Regions from separate parts of the Mus musculus genome. Here regions 1 and 3 are each linked to region 2. Evidence: chromatin contacts called from public Hi-C and HiCAR-type data. All regions are on one chromosome and are shown on one strand. The core of a region is the stretch at or near the end of the contact, and the rest is flanking DNA. Distances in the headings are between cores, read along the strand shown. Region 1 overlaps Arhgap22 (Rho GTPase activating protein 22). Region 2 holds the start of Prrxl1 (paired related homeobox protein-like 1). Region 3 overlaps Arhgap22 (Rho GTPase activating protein 22).

Region 1 (3,791 bases), core at 630-3,129, 700 kb before region 2:
ACATGAAGAACTGTGTTAAAGGGGTGTAACATTAGGAAGATCAAGGTCCACTGCCCTATGGCATCTTTGTATGTTTGCTTGGGTGAATCATGAGTGTAAAAACCAACATTTTCTCTTCTCTGAGGACTAATTATCCAAATAATAAGATTAAAATTTCTAATTTCTTCCCCCAGTTGTTCTAGCTTTGCCCACATTTCTGCCTTAGCTTGGGGACAATATCAGCCCTCCTGTAAGACATAGGATTCTGGGGGTAGGAGCACAGTCATGCCCCAATGGGGGGCCACCGGGACCATCTCAGCACACACGGGCACCCTTTGGCTTACCTGGCGTAATCTCAAACAGGTGCTTTCCTGGGTCCTCAGGGTCTGGAAGAAGTTCGGTCACTTGTGTCCCTTGTAGAGAAATAAATCCCTGAAATGGAGACAAACACAAATAAGAAACCCGAGCTGTCTGGGAAAGGGCTCTTCGGAGTGGGGGGAGGTGCTAGGACAGGGCCCAGCCCTTCTCCTGCTGAGGCAGGCTGGGTGCCAGTGAGAAGGATGTGTGTCTTTTCTGCAGCACAGGACCAAGCACAGAGGACCCCCTCCCCATCTGCACATTCAGCTGGAGGGTGGGAGGGGCTCTTCCAACAAGGGTGGGCGCAAGAGGGTGGGCCAGGACTCCCAGTGTAAGACTAGGCAAAACAAGACCAGAGCCAGGAGGACAGAGCTGGGTACTCCTGCTATTCCTCCCTGCCCCCCCCCCATTCCAAAGATTCACTGTAGGATCCCATGTGTGGAGCAAGAGGGGAGAGCCCTGGAGGCGGCACGTGGGACAGGCAGCATCCAAGATCTATGCGGGTTCAATCCCCTGTGGTCAGGCAGGATGAGGCTTCACTCACTTCTCGTTTGGTTTTATTTGTGTATTCGATTAATTATTAGGAGATTATCACTGCCGTGCTGGAGCTCAAACCCAGGGCCTCTCATTCTCCAGGCATGGGCTCTGCCACTGAGCTGCATCTCCAGCCTGATGGTTTTCCACTTTACCTACAGAACAGGAGTCACCAACATGCACAACATCACAGCCTTGACAGTGCCTAGCACAGCTGTCCTTTGGAATCCACGGTGTATTGGCTCCAGGACCCCCTTAGATGCTTTCTATGAAGCTCGGTCTATATGTCTGTATAATGGAACAGTAAGAGAGTTCCATAAGCTAGATTCCTGCTTGGTAAATCCTGCATGCTGTGTTGCTTCTCTCACACACAGGCCAGCCAGAGCCCTCCTTACTATCTGGAGGATTTCCTTAAGGCCACGCATGCTCAGCTTTGCTTAGCTCACACTCTAAGTGGCCTGACTACTCACACCTCTATCCTCTCCACGGAAAACCCCGTGGAGTTTAAACTCCATTCCCATGGTCAGATCTTCAGGGTGAAAGCCTGGCTCAGCTTTAGATAAACCATGTCCCTTCTCTGTACCTCAGTTGCTCTACCTGTGCATCCTAGGAGTTCCTGTTCTGAGCAGAAATGGAGGGATATCTGAGATGTCCTGAGCATAGGTCCTGGCACATAGTGAGAACAACTGTATGTGCTTGGTTCTGAGACATGGTTTCCCCATGTAACCCTGGCTGGTCTGGAACTCATCATGTAGACCACGTTGGCCTTAATCTCATAGAGATCTTTCTGCCTCTGTCTCCTGAGTGCCCATGATTAAAAGTGTGTACCATCATGCTGAGCTGAGAACTGTGTTAGCGAAGCAAACCTCTCTATTACATCTGGGCTCCATACCAGGTGGGAAAACATCCCAGGTGGGTGGCTCAGCGCCTGCTTCCACACTTCCCTCCCCCGTTCCTGTGCCTGCTAGCAGACGCTCTACTCTCGGGCCTGGACCATTTTAGTGTATTCCTATAATGTCCTCACAGTAGACTACATCCTGCTGCGCAGATAAGGAATCTGGGGGTGGGGAACATTAACCTGAAGAAGAGTCAAGTCATTTTTGGCAAGTTCTGGCTCTAGCAGGGCAATGGGAGCCTTATGTCTGCTGGCATCTGTGCCTCGGGAGCATATGGAGATGCCTCTTCTCATTTAAGCAACATCAAGGCGGACTGGTATCTGTACCCACAGAGGCTGGCTCTAGGGAAATTATAGCAGTAAGCCAGGGATCCAGCTGGTAATTGCTGTAACTGAATTACTGGTTGCATTCTTGCTAGGGAGCCTGGAGCTACAGGGAATAAATTAGGACAGCAGCCCCAGGATGGGAGAACGTGCTCATTAGAGGGCGTGGGCGAGGTCCATCACTGGGTCTCGGCACATGCTGTTTCCGTTCCGTAACTGACACTGCGATGGGGTACATTGCTGTGCGTTTCCCCTCTGCTTCAGGAACTGTCATCCGCACAATGGGAGTAGCAGTATCATCACTGACATCACTCTTTATGGAGGCTAGAGGGAAAAGCAGAAATAGCTTCTGTTGTGGGAAATGGTCCTATGTTCCTGGCTCTTAGCCTACATGATTGACTAGAAGCTCTGCGGGGCAGGTGCTGCTATTGATACCTCGCTGCACTAGAGGATGGTGTTGGGGGAGGCAAAGGGCAGAGTCCCATCTCTGCTACCACCTGGGATTTGAGCTGTCACTTCCCATCCTGCTCCCCATTGTGACAGCAGCTTCCCAACAACTCAGCCAGCTTCCAAGAAGCTGCTGCGGGAGAGCCAGATGGGGATTTTGGGGTCTATAAGTCCCTTTGTACCTCCACCTAATCCCTGTGTGGCCCTGTCACTGCAAGGGACCTTGACACCAAACCTGTGGCTTCACCCAATACCCCGAGCCTCCCCAAGGTTAGGACTGAAGCTTTGATCTGAGGGTACTGGAGTAGGGCAGGTTGTGGTGGTCCCAAGAAGTCTGCTCTCCTGTTCGGTGGTGTGGTGTGTGTTAACACTATGGTGAATGTGTCTGTAAGGAGTCTAACAAAGAAGAATTCCTATAACAACCTTGACCTTGTCTCCCAAGCTACCGCAGAGCTTGTTGAACACAGAGGGCTTGCTTGTGTAGTCTTACAATACAGAAGACAAAACACCCAGCTTACATGTTTGCCGTCCTCTGTAGGACACAGGTTTCTTTCCTTCATGGCCATTTTCATGATGTCACTGAACGTGGGGTTGGGACGAGACTCACTCTAGCATTTGCCTCTTGTGATCATCTCAGAATACCGGGCACAGTCAATGCAGCCAGATGAGAAGGGGTGCAGATGAGAGCTGAATTCTCACCTTTGCTTTCACTACGATTCATTTAACTGAGGGTCTGGGTGAATCAATTGTGCACCACAGGCCTGCCTGTTCAGAGTAGCACGGGACTCCACCCTGGAGTTTTGAATTCCACGGCTTTGTAGAAAGTAGCTGGATCTGTATTTCTGCTTAATTTGCTGATGTTGGTGGCCCCAGAAATACTCTGAGACCTGCTGCTCTAGAGTAGGAAAGGGTGTGTACCTTTCCTATGAGTTTAGTCCTTACTTAAATTTGCTCCCCTGTAGAATAACTCCCTGACCCACTGTGGCAAGGCAATGGGTCGTGATCTACTCTAGAGAGACGATATGGACTTCGGTTGAAATTCTGTGCCCTAGGCATGCAAGTCACAGGAACAATGAGTATCCATTTCTAACCTCTCAGATAATGCCCCAACCATAAAGTTTTTGGTATATTCCGGGGGAGGAGGGAGTGTTCTAATGAGCATTAGCAAGGCCCCACTGGCCTTCTTAAAATAGTGTGGGGCTTGGGCTCTGGAAGCTCATGATCTGCACTAGAGTGGCATCCCTTGTTGAAAGCC
Region 2 (4,086 bases), core at 1,256-3,755:
GTATACTCTCAGTCAAATAAGACGTAGCAGACACGGAGCAAACGGTTCGGATGATGGGATCACAAGGAACGCACACTAGGGGTGGCTTTGGGAGAGGAGAGGGAGGCTCTACTAGTCACAGTGTAGGTTCTTGTTCTAACAAACTTTGAGACCCACACAGCACTAATTTAATATGGACAAAGTATCTGAGAAGTAAGGTCAGTCACACTTTGCTTTCTCCTCTGTACCACCCTAGAGTCCGAAGACTGTCCTCAGCCATCCTCAACTTTCCCAGCTTCAGAGCATCATCCTGCCCTTGTAACACTGACCAAGACATAAATTCCCCTCCTGAGAAACCGGCACAGGTGTATATCTAGAAAAGAATGACAGGTGCTTGAAGCCACCCTCTCCTGGTCACATCAACCAGAGTAATCGCCAAGGTAGGGCCCACACAGAGCACAAGTAGCAAATGTGAACTGTCTCCCCACTGCCCGTAAATAAGCTGAGAGCAGTAGGCAAGTCAGAGAGATCCTGGGATAGGGCAGTCTCTAAGTCACTGCTGCAGCCCATCCTTATAAACAGGAAAGGTTTCTTCTTAGGTCGCCCAGAATATAGACAACTTGCCAAGTGCCCAAATCTCCTCCTTTCCCACTTGACAAAAGTGCTGAGCTTGAAGTCAACAGTGCACAGCTACTACCCACGACACACCAGTAGGGTCTCCTTCAGGCCTGGGGTACAGTTGTAAGTGACCGCTCCTTTCTGACTGCCCTAAAGCCTCCCTGCCTGGGTTCTGCCTGGTGTTGAAAAGCAGGCATACAGAGCTTAACTGCTTCTCCCCACTAGCTAGCTTCCTTTAGCAAACTCTGCTGGACTCTTAAGGGCTTGTATATAGAAAATGAAAACAAACTTTCCCAAATCGTGGCTGAGACTGAAGACTGCTCAAGGCAACCTACAGCAAGGTGGACAAGTGTCCCGGAATTATAAACCTTTGAGTGTCTCCTCCAAACCACAGCACAAGCACGGGGGGGGGGGGGGGGGAGCGAGGGGGGGGGGAGTATGTACACCTGACGCTACAGATCACTGCCAGGAAGAACTCACCCTTTGGTTCCCAGGCCCTGGTTAGAGACACCCAGGGATGCAAGCTTCTCTCACTTCTCACTACCCCTGCCCCACTTAACAACTGGGAGAAGAAAACACACCAGGAATAGGGAAAGGCATTTCCCCCCTAAGGTCTAGAGACCTTAAACAACCAGACCCTGGTCCTGGGGGCTGACGAGCTGGTCATTTGTAGTCAGAAATTCAGTAAATCGCTGAGATGAAACTATTCCTGGACACTCCTGACAGGTAACTATCAGGGAGCTTGCATCCAGGGACAGCTTTGCCGCTAGAAACTGACTTTAAGTTGTCCAGAATTTCGTGTGCGATCCCGGAGCACTCTTGCCAACGCCCAGGGTGAGAGTAGGCCCTTCCTGACACGTAGTGGAGCCCAGGACTCAGAGGGCAGTTCAACTTGCTTTGGTTTTCTGGGATGTTAGCAAAACACCGTGAAAGATTGATGCGGGCCCCCTGGGCGGAGGAGCCCCGATTAGAGGCGTGACACCAGCATCTGTGCTGGGAGGACCAGGCGTCCCTGAGGCACCCATAGCCCGGGGCAGCGCGACCCAGGCGGAGAGGGAGGTGGGAGGCAGGTGGCACCAGGGCGGAGGGATGGAGCTGGATGTAGGGGGGGGCTAAGGGTACCCCTAAACCCTGCCAAGAGGCTGCCACCTTGTGGGGCGAAGACCCCAATACTTATCAACCCTTTTGTGGCCCGGCCCTTTTGGCTAGCTTGGCCTGGCCAAACAGCCCGGGAAAGCGGCGCTTACTCACCCTCTAGCTGTGGCGGACAGTGGAAATAAAACATCGCCGACGGTCGGATGGGCCCTGATGGCTGGACCAGGGCTGGTAGCGGCCTGGCAGACTTGTGCCTGTGCGTGGCTCCGGCCTGGCTGCAAAGCAAACAGCAATAGAGCCTGAGTCTCCTGCCCGCACACCCCGAGGATCACAGGGAGTGCTCCTCCTACTAAGCCCTTCCCGAAGCCCTTGGTCCCCTGGGGCCACCGCGGGGATGGTGGGAGAAGTGGTTGCACCTCCCTTCCCAAGCCACGACCCTACGGTCAGCCTTCGGCATAGGTCCTGCTGCTGGACAACCGCGCCCTCACCAAGCTGGGCACAGTCTGGCTCCTGGTTCTCAGGGGTCCCAACCACAAGCCCTGCACTTGGCCACCGCAGCTGGGTCCGGCGATCGCGCAAGGCCATCTGCAAGCGCAGCAGCTCGGGCCAAAAGCCGGTGAAGTCCCAAGGCCCAGCGCAGGGAGCCGGGGGAGCAGCACGGGAACCCTGCCTACCTCTGCGGGAGGCGGGCGAGAAGGCCGGAGTGCGCTCGCCTCTAGTCCGCACGCGGGGCTCGGCTGGCGGCGGGCGGGGCTTGGCGCTGCTGGCGCCCGCAGGACCAGAGAAGTGACTGGGGAAGTGGCCAGATGTCTTGCTGTCTGTCTACAGCGCGCGCCGCCGCTCAGCACTCGCCTTTATAATCTCACGCATAATTGGCCTTAATCTGATTATTTCCAGCGCTGTCTACAGCGAGTAACTTGGATAGGTCTATTGGGCCTTACAAATGGCCCACGTGGTGTAAAAAAAAAAAAAAATCCGTCACTTCTCAGCAAACATCAGGAATGTTTTTCCCTTTTTTTCTTTTAAACGAAGATAAAAACAACAGCTACCAATATCATCCCCCACCCAAAAGAGATTATGTTTTAAACACTCACCCCAACCCCAGCCCTCTGGGCCCCCTCAGTCTCAACCCTTCTTTCTCTGAGTGAGATTGGATTTGGGCTCGCCCTTGTCAGAGGCCTGGAGACTCCAGGACTGCAAAATTACCAAAGCGCTGCTAATTGTCGCCGCCGGATGGGTTTTGGGGGTACTCTTTGCACACGGCTTCCCTTTCCAAGCGATCGTACAAAAGGAAAGTTTGATTTTGTTCTCAGCAAGGGGTCCCTGAATTTATGTTCGCTTCTCCCTGCAAATGATATGCAGTGGGACCCTTCGCAATTACTTTTAAAATGCATCCGAGGCAGACACTCAGCGGAGAGAGACCGCCCTTCTCTCTGCCTGGGTGAAAATTAAACTCTAAAGTACCGGGTTGAAATTTTCAAGTCAGGGGCGCGGGATTGGATCAAATCACATAAACTGCAAAAAAAGCAAGTCTAATGGCGCATAATTGGTTCTGTAATAGCATTACACCAGGATAATAGCCCGTTACGGCCCCCTGCACTATTAAGTGCTTCCCTGGCGGAAAGCCTTTATGATATTAAAGGGGGAATATAATGATATTTTGGTTATTAAATGCGTGTAATTAATTTATGCACCACTGAAAATAAAGTTGGTATTATGACCCACTCAAGATGCATCAGAAGATGCGAATCAGACAACTGTTGATAAGTTCTGGTGTCTGTGTTCCGTCTAGACTGCCGATTTTATTTTGGGACAATGGCTTCTTGGACAGACTACATAAATTGAATATTTTATAAACATTCTAATGCTGCGTTTGAGAGCCTTGGCGGAGTGGTGGGTCGGGTCCCTGCCCGGCCTGAGATCCACCCTTGATCTTAAAGACACAGAGCTTTGGAAACAAAAGGCCTGGCGGGCCCACTCGTGGACCAGCGACCGGGGCAAGTAGCGCGGAGCTGGAGAACTGAGTGCTGAGGCTCTGGCCGGCCAGTGGACACCCCTGGGAAAACAGCCAGGAAGAAACGCGGCACCGCTCCGGCGGACTCAAGGCTGGGCTGGGCCTCTTGCACTCAAGCGGCCCTTTCTAGGCTCAGCCGCTCCCGGCCGGAATCGGCCCTGCTGGGAGCAAGAAGAGGCTGGAAAATGACTGCTCGGCTCGGAGCGAACAGACCCGCCGCGCCAGCTCTCCTCCAGGGCCACAGACTCCCGCAAGACCAAGCGGCGGGCCCGAGTGGAGAACGTCGGCGAGCCAAGCCGCCCCGTGCGGTGGATGGCGCGACCACCCGGCCAGTACACAGCTTCGAGGCCCGGAGCAGACCCTTTCTCGGTCCCAGGCCA
Region 3 (4,419 bases), core at 149-2,648, 720 kb before region 2:
GTGAATTAATGGATAGCTGATTGAATAGATGAGTGAGAGGGTGGCTGGATGGATGGAAAAATAATTGAATAGAAGGTTGGGTGGGTAGAGCCTGACTATTGGCTAGAAGAATAAGTGGGGAGGTAAATGGATGAATTAATAGGTGGATGGATGGCTAAAGGGATGTGAATGGAAGTGAACAGATGAATGTATGTTGGTCAATGGTTAGTTAAAAAGATGGACGGATGGACAGATGGATGGGTGGATGGTATTTCCTAAATTTGGCCCAGGGTCTTAGGCTACAATGGAAAAATATTATATACTAAGCACAGAATTTGGTTTAAAATACAGTTTCCTAAACATAGCTTTGCACCCCAAATTGTGTGTGATCCTAAACTCTCTGGAAATGAGCCAGTATCAGGACCATTTAAATTGGTAGGGCTCTAGACTCAATCCTCTCTGGGCTGGGGGTGCGGAGGGGGCCCCCATACACGCCACAGGGCACAGGCACCCCAGCTAGGATTGTGGGGGGTACACTATGATTACCCTTCCCTCCTTCTCCTTTCTTCATGTACCAACAGTGGGCCAATGTAGCCAAACTCTGATAAATATGCCCATGAGCTGAGCTCCAGGAGTACCAGGATGTGGGCTAAAGGTATAAGAGATCTTATTCTGCCAAGAGCAGACAAAGACTGTGTGATGGTTTGAATATGCTTGGCCCAGGGAGTGGCACTATTAGGAGGTGTGGCCTTGTTAGATGGAGTGTGTCACTGTGAGCATGGCCTTTAAGATCCTCGTCCTAGCTGCCTGGAAGCCAGTCTTCTCCTGTTTGCCTTCGGAACAAGATGTAGAACTCCCAGATCCTCCTGCATCATTCCTGTCCAGGTGCTGCCGTGTTCCCACCTTGATGATAATAGACTGAACCTGTGAGCCAGTGCCAATTAAATGTCGTGATTTATAAGAGTTGTCTTGGTCATGGTGTCTCTTCATGGAAGAAACCCTAACTAAGATAGACAGCTCTATAGACGAAGAGAATAGACCCTGGGGATACTGGAGTGATCCTGAAGTGGGTAGAGGATTCTTCCTGAAGAAGCTTTAGTCTGCCTTGGGGTGGGGAGCCATAGCAGGGTATCCAGGTATGAGTGTAATGTGACCTGTGTCTCCCACAGCTTAGCCTGGTGCTGGAGTCGAGCCAGGGGAGATCAGGGCAGGGAGAATTGGGGAAGCAATAGTATAAAGCAGGTAAGTGGTGCAGGGGCCCAGATACAGCAGCTCAGAAAGGCATAGATAGCATCAAAGAAGGACAGTGTGCTGACTGGGTGGCCCCTGGGTCTCAAGTCTAACTCTTTGCATTTGGGCTGCCACAGCCTGCTTAAAGAAGAGCCCTCTGGTGCCCAGTTCTGGGATACCATCCCTTGTGAGCAGTGTAACTGGGCTGAAACCATCACAGCGCAAGAAGCCCAGCCTTGCTCTGGACAGGCCACATGGAGAACTGCATCAGAACAACTCACATGCCTGAGAGTGAGGCTGCCTGGATGCACATCCCCCTAGTGATACCAGCGAGAGCAGGAAGCAATGTCTTGTCCAGCGTGCTCACACTGCAGAACAGTGAGGCAGCAGAGACTCATTAAGCTTCACGGTACTTTAAAAGAATGGTAGAGCATTTGGAAAATTGTTTCCTCTTAAATCAAGAAGCACTTGGCTGGAGAGAAAAAAAATTCCCGTCTCCAAGATGATGGGAATTCTATGCAACATGTCCATCTACTGCTGATGACTATGCAGAGAGAAGAAGCTGTGAAGATTGTCTGGGATGGGGTGGCAGTGGGGGTGGGGGTGGGGTGGGGAGGCCAGCTCTGGAGAGGGGTAGGCCTGTCAGAGTGGGGCAGACAGACCCTGAGAGCAGGCTCCGAGCTCTGCCAGAGGAGGACAGTTATTGGCACATCTGTAGAGTCCACTCCCAGGTCCGAGATGTGGGGGCAGGGTGGTGGAGGAGCTGGGCCAGCTAGGCTCACCAGCCCCAACCAAGGGCTCTTCAGTTGCAGTGGACAATGGTTATGGGAGGAATGTCTTGCAGCTCTGAATTCCCACAGAGAAAGACAAGGGGAACAACGGTTGCAGAGAAATTCCTGGGGTACATTTTTTTGCTGTTCCGGTGGCCTGAAGCCACTGAAGTTGGCCAGACTGCCAAGAGAGAAATTTTTACAAAGCCCATTGTCCTTTCCGTAAGTCTCACCCTCACCCACTTCTGCCCCCACCTCCTATTTCTGCATTTCTCTTTCCTTCCCGACTCCTAGGACAAATACAGTTTGGGAAAACGCAGGTGGCTTCAGCCACAGCTGCTGCCACAGTCGCTGCCGAGAGGGTGCTTGCTTACAGCCACAGATGGGTTTAGCCTCAGCACACAGTATGTCTCTGTAGGTCTGGCTGCATTTCCATGTACTAGACAAATGAGAGGTGGTCTGCACAGCATTCACGTAGTGGCCTGTGTGTTTCAGTAAGCAAAGTGACAGGTAATGAGCACCTACTGTGTGCCGGTACTATTCTGAGATTTCTGCATATGCGAACCCATCAGTCCCCACAAGAACCCTATTATAACCCTGATTTATAAGTGGGTCACAAAGTGGTCAAGGGACTGATATTCCCTGCTCAGTTTAGTCCCCGTGACCCCCAGCTCAGGCTTCGTGGACGGAGACCACCCTAACAGCATGTGTCTGCATTTAGAGGGAAGACGATGCTTTTGTAGTCCACAGGACACGCGGAACTTTCCAGGCTACAGCAGCCCTGCCAGGACAGACACCAGAGATGAGACCCTTCATTGTGAAGGAGCCCTGCCTAGTGTCAGAACCACTTACCAGGGTCCCAGTACTGCAAACTGGGATGCCTTGCTGAGGATGCTACAGGAGGGCTTGATAACCATGAGAGTCTCTGCCACGGGCAAGCCCTGGAGTTGGTACCTTATCTACCTACCATAGGTCACTGATGGGGAAACACTAGGCCAGTTTATAGCAGGCCATCGCCAGGGCAGGGCACTGAGCCCATTTTCAAGGTGGCTGGTATGCAGTGCTGTAGCAAGTGCCCCGCCCCCAACCTGCCTGGTGTTATCCCCTAGGGACTCTTTCCTGCTCAGGTCGCCATTCCTTATGAGTCACTGCGAGGAGGGAAGGAATAGTACTGCTCCGAGAAGGCACTCGGAATTCAGGTTCCTTTTGGGACCTCAGTGTCCCTTTCTGGAGACCTTTGCTCAGGGAGGCCCTCAGGAGATTTTAGGGACCAGTGCTGTTAGTGATGATTCTAGTTCAGGTGAGCACCGGTGTAAAGCCTTTGGTTTGAAACCACTATGCCAAGACCTAAGTTGATGCCAAAGTTAAAATCCAGTTGTCTCTTTACCGGGAGACGGACTGAAACAGAAGACCCTGAGAGGGCTGTGAGTGCTGACAGAGGCTGGCCCACTACCCTTTGCTTTCTTGGCAGAACAGTGGAGATAGTAAAAGAGGAAGGAGGGAAGAGGGAGGAGAGAGGAGGGTAGGGCTGGGAAAAAACAACCTCCCTCCCACCCTGACCGTGCATTGTGCTCCCTACTGCCACCTAGTGGTGGAAGAATAAAAGACCAGGGCAACGATTCAGCGCGTCTCTTAAGCCAATTTGTTGGATGCTAGCAGGCTGCCTGGCAGAAGCTGCCCTCTGCTGTGTGCTCAGAGCACAGAGGCACCACTGGGTCAATGCTCTATCCCCTGTGGGTTTTCTGTAGTGATTCTCAAGTGTGTGGCCTGCTTTCTGGGAATACCTTAATGCTAATCCTACTCATTGACATTGGGAATGGTGGGTATGAAATAAGGCCCTTCCCAAGCCATGCTCGGTACTGGCAGTGAGGCGATAGGGATGTGGAGATGGGCTGATGGGAACCACAGAACAACAGCTTTTCCGGAGGGACAGGATTGCCAGAACTTTCAAAGCCTGACCTCCCCGCTAGGCTGAGGCCTGCCAGTGCTCAGTGGTCCTCTCCCACACCATCTTCTGCCCCTCCCCCCAGGTAATCTGCATTGGGTAGGTTTGCTCAGGCTTTACTTTAAAAAAAAAAAGATTTATTTATTTATTTTATTTATATGAGTACATTGTAGGTGTCCTCAGACACACCAGAAGAGGGCATCATATCCCATTACAGATGGTTGTAAGCCACCTTGTGGTTGCTGGGAATTGAACTCAGGACCTCTGGAAGAGCAGTCAGTGCTCCTAACTGCTGAACCATCAGATTTTACTGTCCATAGCCTGGCCATCCCATGCCCTCCCGAACCAAACCCAGAAAGCATTCTTTATAGACTCCAGACTGGGGATCTGCAGGGAGGCATGAAATCAATTCTCCAGCACTTTAAATAAAAGTGATATGGGGTAGGGGTGTTGGAGGGCACTGGACCTAAGCATAGAACTGTTTTGTCAGACCCC

The links. A called contact is a pair of places that touch in the nucleus more often than the background predicts. HiCAR-type assays count read pairs that join an accessible place to other places.
Region 1: a Hi-C map of cerebral cortex shows a contact between it and region 2, with 3 times the contacts expected there. The contact joins the enhancer-like site here to the promoter of Prrxl1 in region 2. A contact is called at or near these places in 3 of 39 promoter capture datasets (embryonic stem cells, hippocampal neurons and stem cell-derived epiblast-like cells), 9 of 484 Hi-C or Micro-C datasets (the G1E-ER4 cell line, cerebellar granule neurons, cerebral cortex and 4 more), 2 of 115 datasets of contacts at active chromatin or transcription factors (embryonic forebrain and neural tube) and 2 of 9 other capture datasets (embryonic stem cells and embryonic trunk).
Region 3: a contact with region 2 is called in a HiCAR-type map of astrocytes, with 3 times the contacts expected there. The contact joins the enhancer-like site here to the promoter of Prrxl1 in region 2. A contact is called at or near these places in 3 of 39 promoter capture datasets (embryonic stem cells, hippocampal neurons and stem cell-derived epiblast-like cells), 9 of 484 Hi-C or Micro-C datasets (the G1E-ER4 cell line, cerebral cortex, cortical neurons and 3 more), 5 of 115 datasets of contacts at active chromatin or transcription factors (astrocytes, craniofacial prominence, embryonic forebrain and 2 more) and 1 of 9 other capture datasets (embryonic stem cells).

What each region holds. Positions count from the first base shown.
Region 1 is chr14:33,295,324-33,299,114 of GRCm38.p6, reverse strand. It overlaps Arhgap22 (Rho GTPase activating protein 22), which reads right to left. Exons shown (of 11, transcript NM_153800.4): 4 at 324-411. Among named protein-coding and RNA genes, the nearest start is that of Gm41130, 65 kb to the right of the region's middle. Within about 2 kb of position 1,879, at least 29 of the 459 cell types and tissues checked have an H3K27ac peak or open chromatin away from gene starts, as enhancers often do. A contact at or near this core is called in cerebral cortex, cortical neurons, hippocampal neurons and 1 more, where this site is marked.
Region 2 is chr14:32,597,827-32,601,912 of GRCm38.p6, reverse strand. It overlaps Prrxl1 (paired related homeobox protein-like 1), which reads right to left and starts at 2,505. Exons shown (of 7, transcript NM_001347590.1): 1 at 2,367-2,505; 2 at 1,849-1,967. The coding sequence starts at 1,882.
Region 3 is chr14:33,312,985-33,317,403 of GRCm38.p6, reverse strand. The region is part of intron 4 of Arhgap22 (Rho GTPase activating protein 22); the gene reads right to left. Among named protein-coding and RNA genes, the nearest start is that of Gm41130, 83 kb to the right of the region's middle. Within about 2 kb of position 1,398, at least 2 of the 459 cell types and tissues checked have an H3K27ac peak or open chromatin away from gene starts, as enhancers often do. A contact at or near this core is called in astrocytes, where this site is marked.